Linked DNA regions of Mus musculus: region 1 is linked to region 2. Evidence: chromatin contacts called from public Hi-C data. All regions are on one chromosome and are shown on one strand. Each heading gives the region's core, a stretch centred on a gene start, on an enhancer-like site or on the middle of the called end of the contact. The rest is flanking DNA. Distances are from core to core; before and after follow the strand shown. Region 1 overlaps Galnt17 (polypeptide N-acetylgalactosaminyltransferase 17). Region 2 has its middle 16 kb from the start of Gm40337.

What was found. A called contact is a pair of places that touch in the nucleus more often than the background predicts.
Region 1: a Hi-C map of cerebellar granule neurons shows a contact between it and region 2, with 2.2 times the contacts expected there. The contact joins two enhancer-like sites. A contact is called at or near these places in 10 of 484 Hi-C or Micro-C datasets (the N1E-115 cell line, adipose-derived mesenchymal stem cells, brain and 6 more).

The regions. Positions count from the first base shown.
Region 1 is chr5:130,935,477-130,941,214 of GRCm38.p6, reverse strand. The region is part of intron 6 of Galnt17 (polypeptide N-acetylgalactosaminyltransferase 17); the gene reads left to right. Among named protein-coding and RNA genes, the nearest start is that of Gm40337, 83 kb to the right of the region's middle. Within about 2 kb of position 2,069, at least 62 of the 459 cell types and tissues checked have an H3K27ac peak or open chromatin away from gene starts, as enhancers often do. A contact at or near this core is called in cerebellar granule neurons and cerebellum, where this site is marked.
Region 2 is chr5:130,868,654-130,874,233 of GRCm38.p6, reverse strand. No RefSeq gene overlaps it. Among named protein-coding and RNA genes, the nearest start is that of Gm40337, 16 kb to the right of the region's middle. Within about 2 kb of position 2,958, at least 2 of the 459 cell types and tissues checked have an H3K27ac peak or open chromatin away from gene starts, as enhancers often do. A contact at or near this core is called in cerebellar granule neurons and cerebellum, where this site is marked.

The sequences.
Region 1 (5,738 bases), core at 820-3,319, 68 kb before region 2:
AGTCCAGTTAGCCCTTAAACTTGTGACCCTCCTGCCTCAGTCTCTTGTGTAGCTGAGATTACCAGACTGAACCTTCAGGCACGGCTGACATTGTTATATCATAGACAAATGTGTCTTTGACTTGCCCACTGACTGTTACTTTTGAGTAGGCCCCACTGTCTCCATGAATGTCTCTGCTGGACCTTTTCCTCACTGCAATGCCTGGAGCACAGCAATACAGAATAGATGTTTCTAGATGTCACAGACTCCTTCTTGGAGCCCCGAGTAGCCGTGCACTATGGAAAACAAACCACACTTCTTTTATTTGGGGTTTAATACACAAACTCTTGGGAAACGAGAGGAGCTGTAGATGATCAAGTGCTGTGAAAGGCAAAAAAGCAAACAAAAACAAAACAAAAAACCCGGAGAAAGGGGGATAGCACGATATGAGATAATCTAGAATGCTCTGATACCGGGTGCAATGGGAAAACTGGAATAGTACCTAAACCCAAAGACTGGTGTTTCAGTCTAGAGGAGTCAGACCCTCAGCAGTGATGGAATGCTTTGGAGAAATGTGTAGAAAGCAAAGGGAGAAAGTCCCCCAGTGTGACCCATCAGAACCAAATTCAAATTTATACTGTGTTAGTTTTTATTACTGGGATAAAATGCTATGAGCAAAAGTATCTTATAAAGGAAATGGTTTACTTTGCCCTGTACTTTCCCAATGGATAGAATCTATTATAATGGGAAAGGCTGGACAGTGGAAACCTGAGAACATTCTCACAACTTGAAGCAGGAAGATGGCACTTCACTTGAACAGGAAGCAACAGGAAAGAACAGGAAGTAGGGTGAGGCTACAAACCCTCAAAAGCCCACCTCCAGTGACATACTTCCTCCAACAGAGCTCTACTTCCTAAAAGTTCCATAGCTTTCTTAAACAGCACCGCCAACTGGCGACCGAGTGTTTCGAACATGTGAGCCTAAAGGAGACGTTTCACATTCAAACCACCACACACACCAGCACACCCATATCCAGCCACATCTTGGCTTTTAATTGTTTACCCCACCTTTCTGTGGAAGTAATCAAGCCAAAGACCTGTTCTGAGGAGATGTGAAGAAATGTCTGTCCGCCCTAGACAGGGTGCAGACATGAACAACAGAAACAAGTATTTCCAACCAGGGGCAAGTTGGTGAAACAATGAATTTAACTGGAGTTACCCTTCTGAAGTTAAGTGCATATAAAAATAATCTGTTGATGCTCTGGGCTGACCTCTTCATAGTCTGCGTGTGTGTCTGCATATGTGTGCATGTGCGTGTGTGTGTGTGTGTGTATGCGTGTGTGTATGCACATGTGTGTTTGTGTGTTCATTTTGCTTTTTCTTTCTTTTTCTTTTTTTTACTTCTTAGTATGAATGGCTGACCTGGCCTTCAGCATCATGCCCTTCATACATTTATTCAAATTAATTTTTTTTCATTTTGAATCAAAGGAATTCACAGAGATGAGAGTGTGGTATAGCAAGCCATTGTGTAGATGTTCAGCTAAAGCATGGGCTCTTTAGCGTACTGGCTAAATGAAAGGTACTGTTGTATTAATACATTTAATTTGACATAATTACTTGGCACAATGAGAACCTGAAGTGATCTATTCCTTCCAGAACATTCATTACCCCCACTGTGACAGACAGTGAGAACATGCATCCCTGCAACCGTTTCCTTTGGGAAGGAAAGGACATTTGGGCTGTAACATTGACGGAAAACCAGGATAATTTTCCTCTGAGATTCCTTTGTTCCCTTTCCCCTGAGCTTCTTCATCCCACCCATGTAGATGTCAGCTGGGTTGGGGGAGACCTTCTGCCTAGCTGTGCAGCATGCTCTTGGTTTGCCAGTCCCTGGGAATGGCAAGCACTTCTTTTTCTAGGTCAGGGAATAAAAATTCTAATCCCAAGCTATCAGGTCCTTAGGTGTGAACAGATCCTCCCCTGGGAGTCCCAGCCTGAAGGTGGGTCACTCTGGCCATTCCACTCCCCTGTCCCTAGACTATGGTAGCCCCTGCCGATGCTGGGAGGCCTGGCTTTGAATCCAAGCCAACCTTGGTTGCTGGTTCCAATTAAAAAGCAATTGCATTCCCAGCAGTTCAAGACTGCAGCCAAAAATACAGCCTGTTCAGAAAAAAAAAAAGCCTGGTCTTTTTTGAGAAGCACTTACTCCACAAAAGGGCTAGATGCTGCTCATGACAGCCAGTGACAACACAGTCAAGTGTGGCACAAATTTAGACGTTCAAAGATGAAACCAAAAAGGAGCCAGTTTGCCCTGGATTATCTGGTGACAGCAGTGAGATTTTCTGTTGGTTTTTGTGTTCTCTCTCTCTCTCTCTCTCTCTCTCTCTCTCTCCCTCCCTCCCTCCCTCCCTCCCTCCCTCCCTCCCTCTCACTCCCTCCTTCCCTCCCTCCCTCCCTCTTTCCCTCTCTTTCCTACCACATTTATTAGAGGATAAACAAGAGCTGACCTTTTGTCAGGCAGCAAGGAACCAGAACGATTGCATTAAGGAAATCAAAGGCGAGAAGGTCAGAGGGTCACCATTAACCACACTGGGGAGCTGTCATCCGTGGCTGCCTCAGCCAAGTGGGCATCCATCTCTCCAGGAGTGGTCAGTCTGTACTCCCTGGGAGGGCCAATAAGCAGGCAGAGCTGGGGGGGGGGGGTGGACGACAACGACTGCAGACCACATGTTCAGCTTTCTCCACAAGTGGGATGGTGGTGCCTCTGTCCTAAAAGGCTGTTGGGTATAAAAGCTCATCCACTCGGAAGGAAGTTAAGAACCCCCTAACTAGATGTGCATGCCTGCGGGCCTGCCTGTGAGCTCAGCATGTGGGAGGTGGAAGCAGATGGATTGTGAGTTCCATGTAAGCCTGGGGTACTCAGAAAGACTGTTCCAAAAGGAGAGGGGAAGAGGAGGGGGAGGGAGGCAGAAGAGGGGGAGGAGGAAGAAGAGGAGGAGAGAGAAGGCAAACAGGAGAACCAGACAAAGGAAACAAAGAGGGAGGGTCCGCCAGAGGAGGAGGAAGCAGAGGTCTGTCTAGCTTGTCTCAACTGGTTGATGCTCCAAGTTTTCCTTGAGAGTTTTATTTTCTTTTTTAAAATGTTAGCTATTTTGATTTTGATTTATGTGTATACATGTGTATTCTACCCGGTACCTGGAGAGGCCAGAAGAAAGTATCAGAACCCCCTGGGGCTGTTTTTCCAGGCTGTTGTAAGCAACCCAATGTGGTTACTGGAAACTGATCTTGGGTGCTTGTATGAGCAGCAAGTGCTTTGAACCACTGAGCCATCTCGCTTCTCAAGACTCTGATTTTTCATGTAAGTAATCTGGGGTTTTTATGATAAGACCATTCAACTATATCACCCACAAAGCTAGGATTTCCAAACACAGATCATCTTGTAACCCATAATTTGGGAATGTGACTCAGATTAAAGTCGATCAACCCATTTCCGGTAGGAAGGATGTTGAACCTGGGCTTGGGCATGGTTGACACACCTGCAATCTCAGTACAGTGGATGTAAAAGCAGGATTATGACTTAGACTGGGCTCCAGGAGACCTTGTCTAAAATTGTCAACAACAAAAGAAGAATGAAAGGAAGGTTTTTGTTGTTGTTGTTCATTTTTTTTCCCCTGTTTGAGACAGAATCTGACTGTCTTAGGGTTTTATTGCTGTGAGCAGACACCATGTCCAAGGCAACTCTTATAAACGACAACATTTAATTGGGACTGACTTACAGTTTCACAGGTTCAGTCCATTATCATCATGGCGGGAAAGCATGGCAGCATGCAGGCAGACACGGTGGTGGAGAAGGCTACATCTTGATCCAGAGGCAGTCAGGAGACTGTCTTTTGCAGGCAGCCAGGAGGAAGGTCTCTCTTCTACACTGAACCCTGGGAGCCCTCAAAGCCCGCCTACACAGTGACACACTTCCTCCAGTGAGGCCACACCTCCTAATAGTGCCATTTCCCATGGGCCATGCATATTCAAACCACCACATTGACTATGTAGCCCTTGCTATCCTGGTACTTAATATGTAGTCCAGGCTGGTCTCAAACTCACATAGATCAGCCTGCTTTTGCCTCATGAGAGTGGTAATCAAAGGTGTGCACCGCCATGCCTAGCAAGAAGAAAGAAAAGAATAAATGAGTGAAGGATTTATTTTGGCTCAGTTTCAGAGGTCCAGTTCATGGTGAGGATGGCTCCCAAGTGCATGGGTAGAACCTTGTAGTTGTAGAACATATGCTGGAGTCCTTTCTTTACTTCTTAGCAGAGAGGAAGCAGAGAAGTGAAGATAGATGGAGGAGCCAGGGCAAAATGTAACCAGAGCACATACTCTTAGTTGCCTACTTATATCTCCGGCTTACCACTACTTTCCAATAACAGCATCCCATTATAAATCCCTCAAAGAATACATTGGTTGCCTCAGAGTCCTCAGGATCTTCCATTGTCTTTGAAAGTTCCCTCCCGGTCACACCATGAAGCTGTGCTGTCCTGATCTCCTAGGTATGTTTTAGTCCAATCAAATTGACCATTCTATGTCTTGTGAAGAAGGTGCCCCACTTATCTCCAACCACCAACTTGACACAACCTAGAGTCATCTGAGATCCGAGGGGAGGCTCAGTCAAGGGAATTTTCAAGTGATGCGGATGTAGAATACTTTGCTTTGATTTTGGTCCTCTAAGGAAAAGGAGTATGGGGACCTGACAGCTTTTGTCTTTCATTCACACACTGGTTATATATATATATTTTTTTTCACAATGTCTGGACCATTTTACCCATTCGTGGGTGGGGTGGGGTGGGGGACTCAGAACTTTTCGGCAGAAAATGAGCAATTACTAGGAGTATAAAGCTCTGCAAGTGTCACCTTCCTGCTGACCTGCCTCTTCTGTTCTTTCTTGCTTGTCATTCTCTTCTGAAATCAGCAAGTACTTTTCCGACTTTGGATAAATACCAGGTTTATCCCCCAAGTCTCAATTCACACCAGCTTGCAAATTCAGATCACACTGAAAATCCAAATGACTAGCTTCGAGACAATGGCCTTTGTGTGGCCACTAATGAAAGATTTAATACAGAGCTCTAGAGACAGGATTTGAGCCTCGGATTTCACTGGACTGCATATACTATATTTTTTTTCAGTTAATTATAAGCTAAAGTCATGTATTCAAATGCATATGCAAAAAAATATAGCCTTCCTATATTTTAATTGGATTCTTTCATGGAGAGTTGTAGCTGAGCTTTCATGTAGTTGGAGAAATTCTGCTGTGAACCATGTTCCTCTCTTCTGAGAAGTGCTCTTTTCTCCCTCTCTCCTGCCTTACATCTGTGCTCTCACGGCCCCTTTAATGTCCCCCATTCTTCTCAGTGTACTTGAAATATTCGTAATTGCTTCATTAGCTCCTTTCTCTGAGGGATTACAACAAGGAAGCTCTGTATGTGATATATTCATCAATTTATCTCCTAAGCAACCTAACATGGTGTCTAGTATGCCATTGGTCTTAAAGAAAATCATGTAGGGTTCATATGGATGGGGTGAAGGGATAGGTGGATAAACGAATAAATTGATAGATTAATGAATGGGGTGAGCAGATAAATAGCTATATAAATGGGTAGACATTTGGATGGCTGGATTAATAGATGACTGGATGGGTAGATGGGTGGATGAATGGATGGGTGAATGGAGAGATGCGGAGGTGAATAAATGAGATGATCAGATTAATG
Region 2 (5,580 bases), core at 1,709-4,208:
TACTTTTACACACAACATCTATTCAAGCCTGGACAGAACTTGGTATTTGACACTAGCTCCCCCCCCCCCCCCTTGCTGACCTCAGGTTAAGAAGGCCAAGTTGTTCGGAAAGCAGTGAGGCTGGTGCTGAGACCTAGCCTGGATACCTGATCTCCTCCTTCTATTACCTTCAGCAACTCCAACTGTCTGCAGAACACATAGTCGCTCCGGGTGTTCATGGAGAACCTTACAAGATGCCTTGTTATGGTCATGGTGGGCCCTATGTCTCTTTTGTAGGAAGAAGCCAGGAAGCACCATCTTAGTTGATGTCCGAACACACACACAGGGAAAGAGAGATAGGAACAGAGGCACAGACACAAACACAGACAGACAGACAGACAGACAGACAGACAGACAGACAGACACAGAGGTGGATACAGGTATAGATTTAGGTATCAGTGGCCATATTTCTTATGTGCCCTTTGAAAATTGGGGCTACGACAGCATACCCATAGAAAACATTTATCTTCAGTTGTCACCTTAAGTACCAGAGTCTGAGAATTTTGGGTCCATGGAGCAATGGAGATGGGGAGGAGAGAATTGGCAGGCCAGAGAACATGCAAGCTACATTTGGGCTCCTGCATAAAACCTCCTGAGGTTGCATCCACATGGGGTACAATGGCCAATGTCCTGGGACTTCAGGACCACAAGGCAGTGGGGCAGGATGTCTGTCCAGCTGGCTTGCTATGTGGTGGGGAGTGTTGGGTCTTGTCTCTTGTGGGGCTAATTCCCTATGTGTATCAGTACCCATACTTTAAATCTGAGCACAGGTCCTTGGTTCCAGGGTCCTGGAGTTGAGCTGGCCATTTCTATAAGCACTATATGTTAATAACTTTCTCCCAAAGCCTGAGGATCCCTAGAGAGACCTACCAACATGCAGGGTCAGCAGCCAGGTCATCCTATAGTCCTACATAGGTTGCAAGTGACTAGAGGTCAAGGAACAAAAGAGAAACTGGTGAAACCAGAGAGAGGGGACAGAAGAGAAAGGCCGAAGTGCTTTGAATGTGAAATGTCCCTAGCAGGCTCATGTGTTTGAACACTTGGTCCCCAGCAGGCTCATATGTTTGAACACTTGGTCCCCAGCTAGCAGAAGTCTGTGAACCTTTGGGAGTGGTGAGACCTTACTGAAGGATATGAGTCACTGGGGGTGAGCTTTTAAGGCATTTGTTTTTATTGGGATACATGAGTGCATGCCCACATTTGTGTATGTGTGTGCACATGCAACACAGAACATGTGGAGGTCAGAGAATGAACTTAGGTGTTAGTCCTTACCTAATGTTTGAGGCCTCTTGCTGTTCACCACTGTTTATGCCGGGTTACCTGGCCCATGACCTTCAGGAACTCTCCTGCCTCTGCCTCCCATCTCCCTATAGAAGCACTGGGATTACAGACATGTGCTACCATAGCCAAGCTTTACATGGGTTTGGGGGATCTTGTGCAGCAAGTGCATAGCCCAGTCGGCTATTTTCCCTGAAATTCTTATGGTACAAGACGTCCCACCAACTCTCTGCTTCTTGACTATGGATGCAATGTGCCCAGGCAGCTCACACCCCTGCAGCCATGCCTTTCCTGCCATGATGGACTGTATGCCTTCTCTAACCATGAGCGGACATTGGTTTGGTTTTGTTTTTGTTTTTTTGTTTGTTTTTAAATCAGGTGTTCTTTTACAGCAAGAAGTAAATTTGATAACAGAACCCTGAGGGAACCTTTGGTCCTAAGTCCTTGGGAGTGCTTGAATGTCCCAGGGGGTGTCATCTTGCATAGTAATGGCAGAGCAGCCAGCTCCAAGCATACAGCTCAAAGAAAGCTTGTGGTCTTTCACCAAAGACTGGTATATGGCACAAGTGACAAGTGCTGGATCACTTTCTCACTCTCACGATCACCTTGGTCTCAGAGGTAGGTATGGCTGAGGGTGCTGGGCTATGGAAGTCCAGTTCACTGATCCCCTTCTTCCTCATATTGACCCCCACACATTCCTGTCTATGACCCTTTCTTGGTCTTTTGTCCATTCCATCCCTTAATCTCACATATAGTATTTCTAGTTTGTGCCCGAGCTATCAAAGCCTGTTCCTGATAGATGCCCAAGCTATCAAAGTCCATGTCTTTGAAGCTATGTGTTGTGTTTCGAGTGTTTTCATCATGACCGTGCCCAACTCTGGGGCCCAGAAAAGTAACAACACGAAGGTGAGCATGGTGATGCATGTCTATGATCCCAGCCTTCAGGAGGCTGAGGCAGGAGGTAAGCAATGAGTTTGAGGCCAGTTGTATTGTTAGTTCCAAGCCAGATGGGAATGTATAGTGAGACCCAGTGTCAAAAGCCACAAAGGAGAAACAGTGAAAGGAAGGAAGAAAGGGAGGGAGGGAGGGAGGGAGGGAGGGAGGGAGGGAGGGAGGGAGGGAGGGGAGGATGGAGGGAAGGAAGGATGAAGGGAAGGAAGGATGGAGGGAGGGAGGGAGGGTAAGAGATGAGAGGGAAAGTGATAAGAGAGAAAAAAGGAGAGGGGAGAAGAGAGGAAAAGGGAAGGAGGAGAAAAAAGAGAAGAAAGGAAGGAAGGGGAGGGAGAGGGAGAGGGAGAGGGAGAGGGAGAGGGAGAGGGAGAGGGAGAGGGAGAGGGAGAGGGAGAGGGAGAGGGAGAGGGGTAGCTATACACAAGACAGAGACAGCAGTATGGAAACTGGAGGTCATACTGCCATCTTTACTGTGGGTTCTAAACTCACTGATTTCACACATTTCCCACTGCTACCGAAAAACATTCCCATTTTACAAAGTGAGCCCCACAAGGCCAGGCCACTCTGCTAGGACCGTGAAAGCACAGATTGTCCCCAGTTTATAGGCCAGGCTCCTTCCCTGAACCTTTCTGGGCCGCTTCTATGGGACAGATTATTGACAGCTGGAGGGGGTGGAGCTGTTGGAGCCTGCTGAGGTGGCCAGGTGGTTCACCGGAGCCTGCTCGCCTGCCTGCCAGCCAGCCTCCTGTTCTGATTGTCCAGACTCTCAGATCTTGTTCTACAGGCTCTTCCTCTCTTTTGAGTCCTCGGCTGCAAACTCTACTTTTTCATCGATCACATAACTTTTCTAGATCTAAGTTAGGGGGCCGACAGGAGATTTTTCATTCTGTAAAACCATTTCGATGCCAGTTGACAAGTGTATTCAATCACTTCTCCCATGGGGTGCTTTGCACAATTCCTTTTAGAAATTAAAGCCAGGCATGGTGGCGCACACCTTTAATCCCAGCACTTGGGAGGCAAAGCAGGTGAAGCTCTGAGTTCGAGGCCAGCCTGGTCTACAAAGTAAGTTCTAGGGCAGCCAGGGCAACACAGAGAAACCCTGTCTTGAAGAAAAAGAAATTAAAGAAAGACACACACCACACACACACACACAAGAGAGAGAGACAGACAGACAGACAGACAGACAGAGAGAGACAGACAGACAGACAGACAGACAGAGACAGACAAAGAGAGAAATGTAACTTAACAGAACATTTAAGGGGCTGAAGATTGAATGCTCTCTTCAGAGTTAAGAGCATTTCCTGCTCTTACACATGATCCAGCTTGAGTTCCCAGTACCCATACTGCAGCTCACAACCACAGGTAACTCCAGTTCCAGGCAATCTTATGTCATCTTCAGCCTCTGTGGATGCTGTATGCATCTACCTCTGTCTCAAGAGTGTCAGGTTTAAAAAAGCATAGATCATTATGCCCAAGGTCTGCTTATATTTTTATTTTTTTTTTTAAAAAAATTAGGGTCTAAAGGGATGGCTCAGTGGTTAAGGGATCTTGCTGCTCTGGCACAGGACGTGAGTTCAGGTCTCAGCACCCCCACACCAACGCATACACATACATACACACACATGTTTATATACACTCAAAAGTGAGGGAAGGAAGGAGAGCAGGCAGGAAAGACAAAAAAATCACACTGAAACGTATTGAGAATTTGCAAGTTATGATAAATAAACAGATTTCATGATCTCTGCCCCCCTTTGAACTCATATTTTAGGGGCTGGAGAGGTGGTTCAGTGGTTAAGAGCACACTGTTGCTCTTTTAGGATACATGAGCTCAGTTCCCAGCACTCGCACCAATCACTGATCAATTCACAACTACCAGCTCCATGGATTCTGATGCCCTCTTCTGGCCCCTGGGGGCATTGCACTCATGTGAATCTAACCCCTGACTTTGAAATAAGAACTTAAAAAACTAAAATCCTTAGAACTCATATTTGGGAGATAAAAGCAGGGACAATTTCTTAATGTCCCTGTTCCTGGGTCAGCATGGGTCAGGAAGGAGAGGGGATGGGTCTGGGTATACAACATGGGCAGATTCTCTTATTCTTTCCCCTTACAGAGCCAACTGATGGATCTTGCACATACCACTTCCAGCCTGACTTCTCTGCTTCCCATTGACAATGCCTTTCAATGCCAACTGCTCAACCAGCAAGTGTCAAGGAGTAGAATAAGAAGTCAGAGAGGGATTGTGCTTGCTGCAGATATTTTCAGAACCCAGGAGGGCTGCCATTCCAGACTCTTATTACCACTATCCTTAATAAATTATCAAGGGTTCCTATTACCACAAGATCAAAAATATCATCTAATCTACCTGCCCTGTATTAGTTTCCCTCCTTGGTGCTGTGATAAAATACCTGATAAAAGCAACGTAAGGATGTAAGGGTTTGTTCTGGCTCACAGTTTGAGGGGATCCAGTCCATCATGGCGGGGAAGGCATGGAGGCAGGAACATGAGGCAGCTGCTCACATTGCGTCCCCAGTCAGGAAGCAGAGAGAGATGGACACTGGCACTCAGCTCTCTTTCTCCTTTTTATTCAGTCTAACACCCTAGAACACTGGATGGTACCACTCACAGCTAGGGTAGGTCTTCCCACCTCAACTAATTCAATCTAGCAACTTCCTCACATACAGGTCCAGAGGTTTGTTTCTGCGGTGATTATTGACCCTGTAAAGTTGACAAGATTAACTATTATGTTCCCTGTGGATGACTGTTCTCCTGTCCAGTGCCAGCCCAGTACATTCTGGAGACAGGTTATCTTAGGGCAGAAAACATTTCCTGAGAGGGAGCTGATGAAGCCCAAAACATTAGATAATATTTCTTACTATCCAGCCCTCTTCAGTACTAAGGTGTCTTCTACTCCTCAGCGATGAGCAGCCACTGAAGACCACAGCAGGCCTGATACGATCACGGTGTTGTTATCTGCCTGGAATCTCAACACTAGAAAGAATGACGAAGGAAGAGCAAAAGTAAAGGTCCAGCCTGGGCTACACAGTGAGCTCCGGGGCAGGCTGAGCGAGCATATACATAAACAAACCTGTGTGTCTACGTTATGGTTCAACATGAAATGTCTCCCACAGGCTAATGCATTTGAAACATGTGATTCCCAGCTGACTATCCCCAGATGGCGGCTACTGTTTGGGGAAGGCTGAAGAGTCTTTCCAGCGTGGTATATACATGGTAGATGAAGACATTGGGGGTGAGCCTTGGGGTGAGCCTTGGGGGTGGGCTTTGTAGCCCAGCCCCATTCTGGTCCCAGAT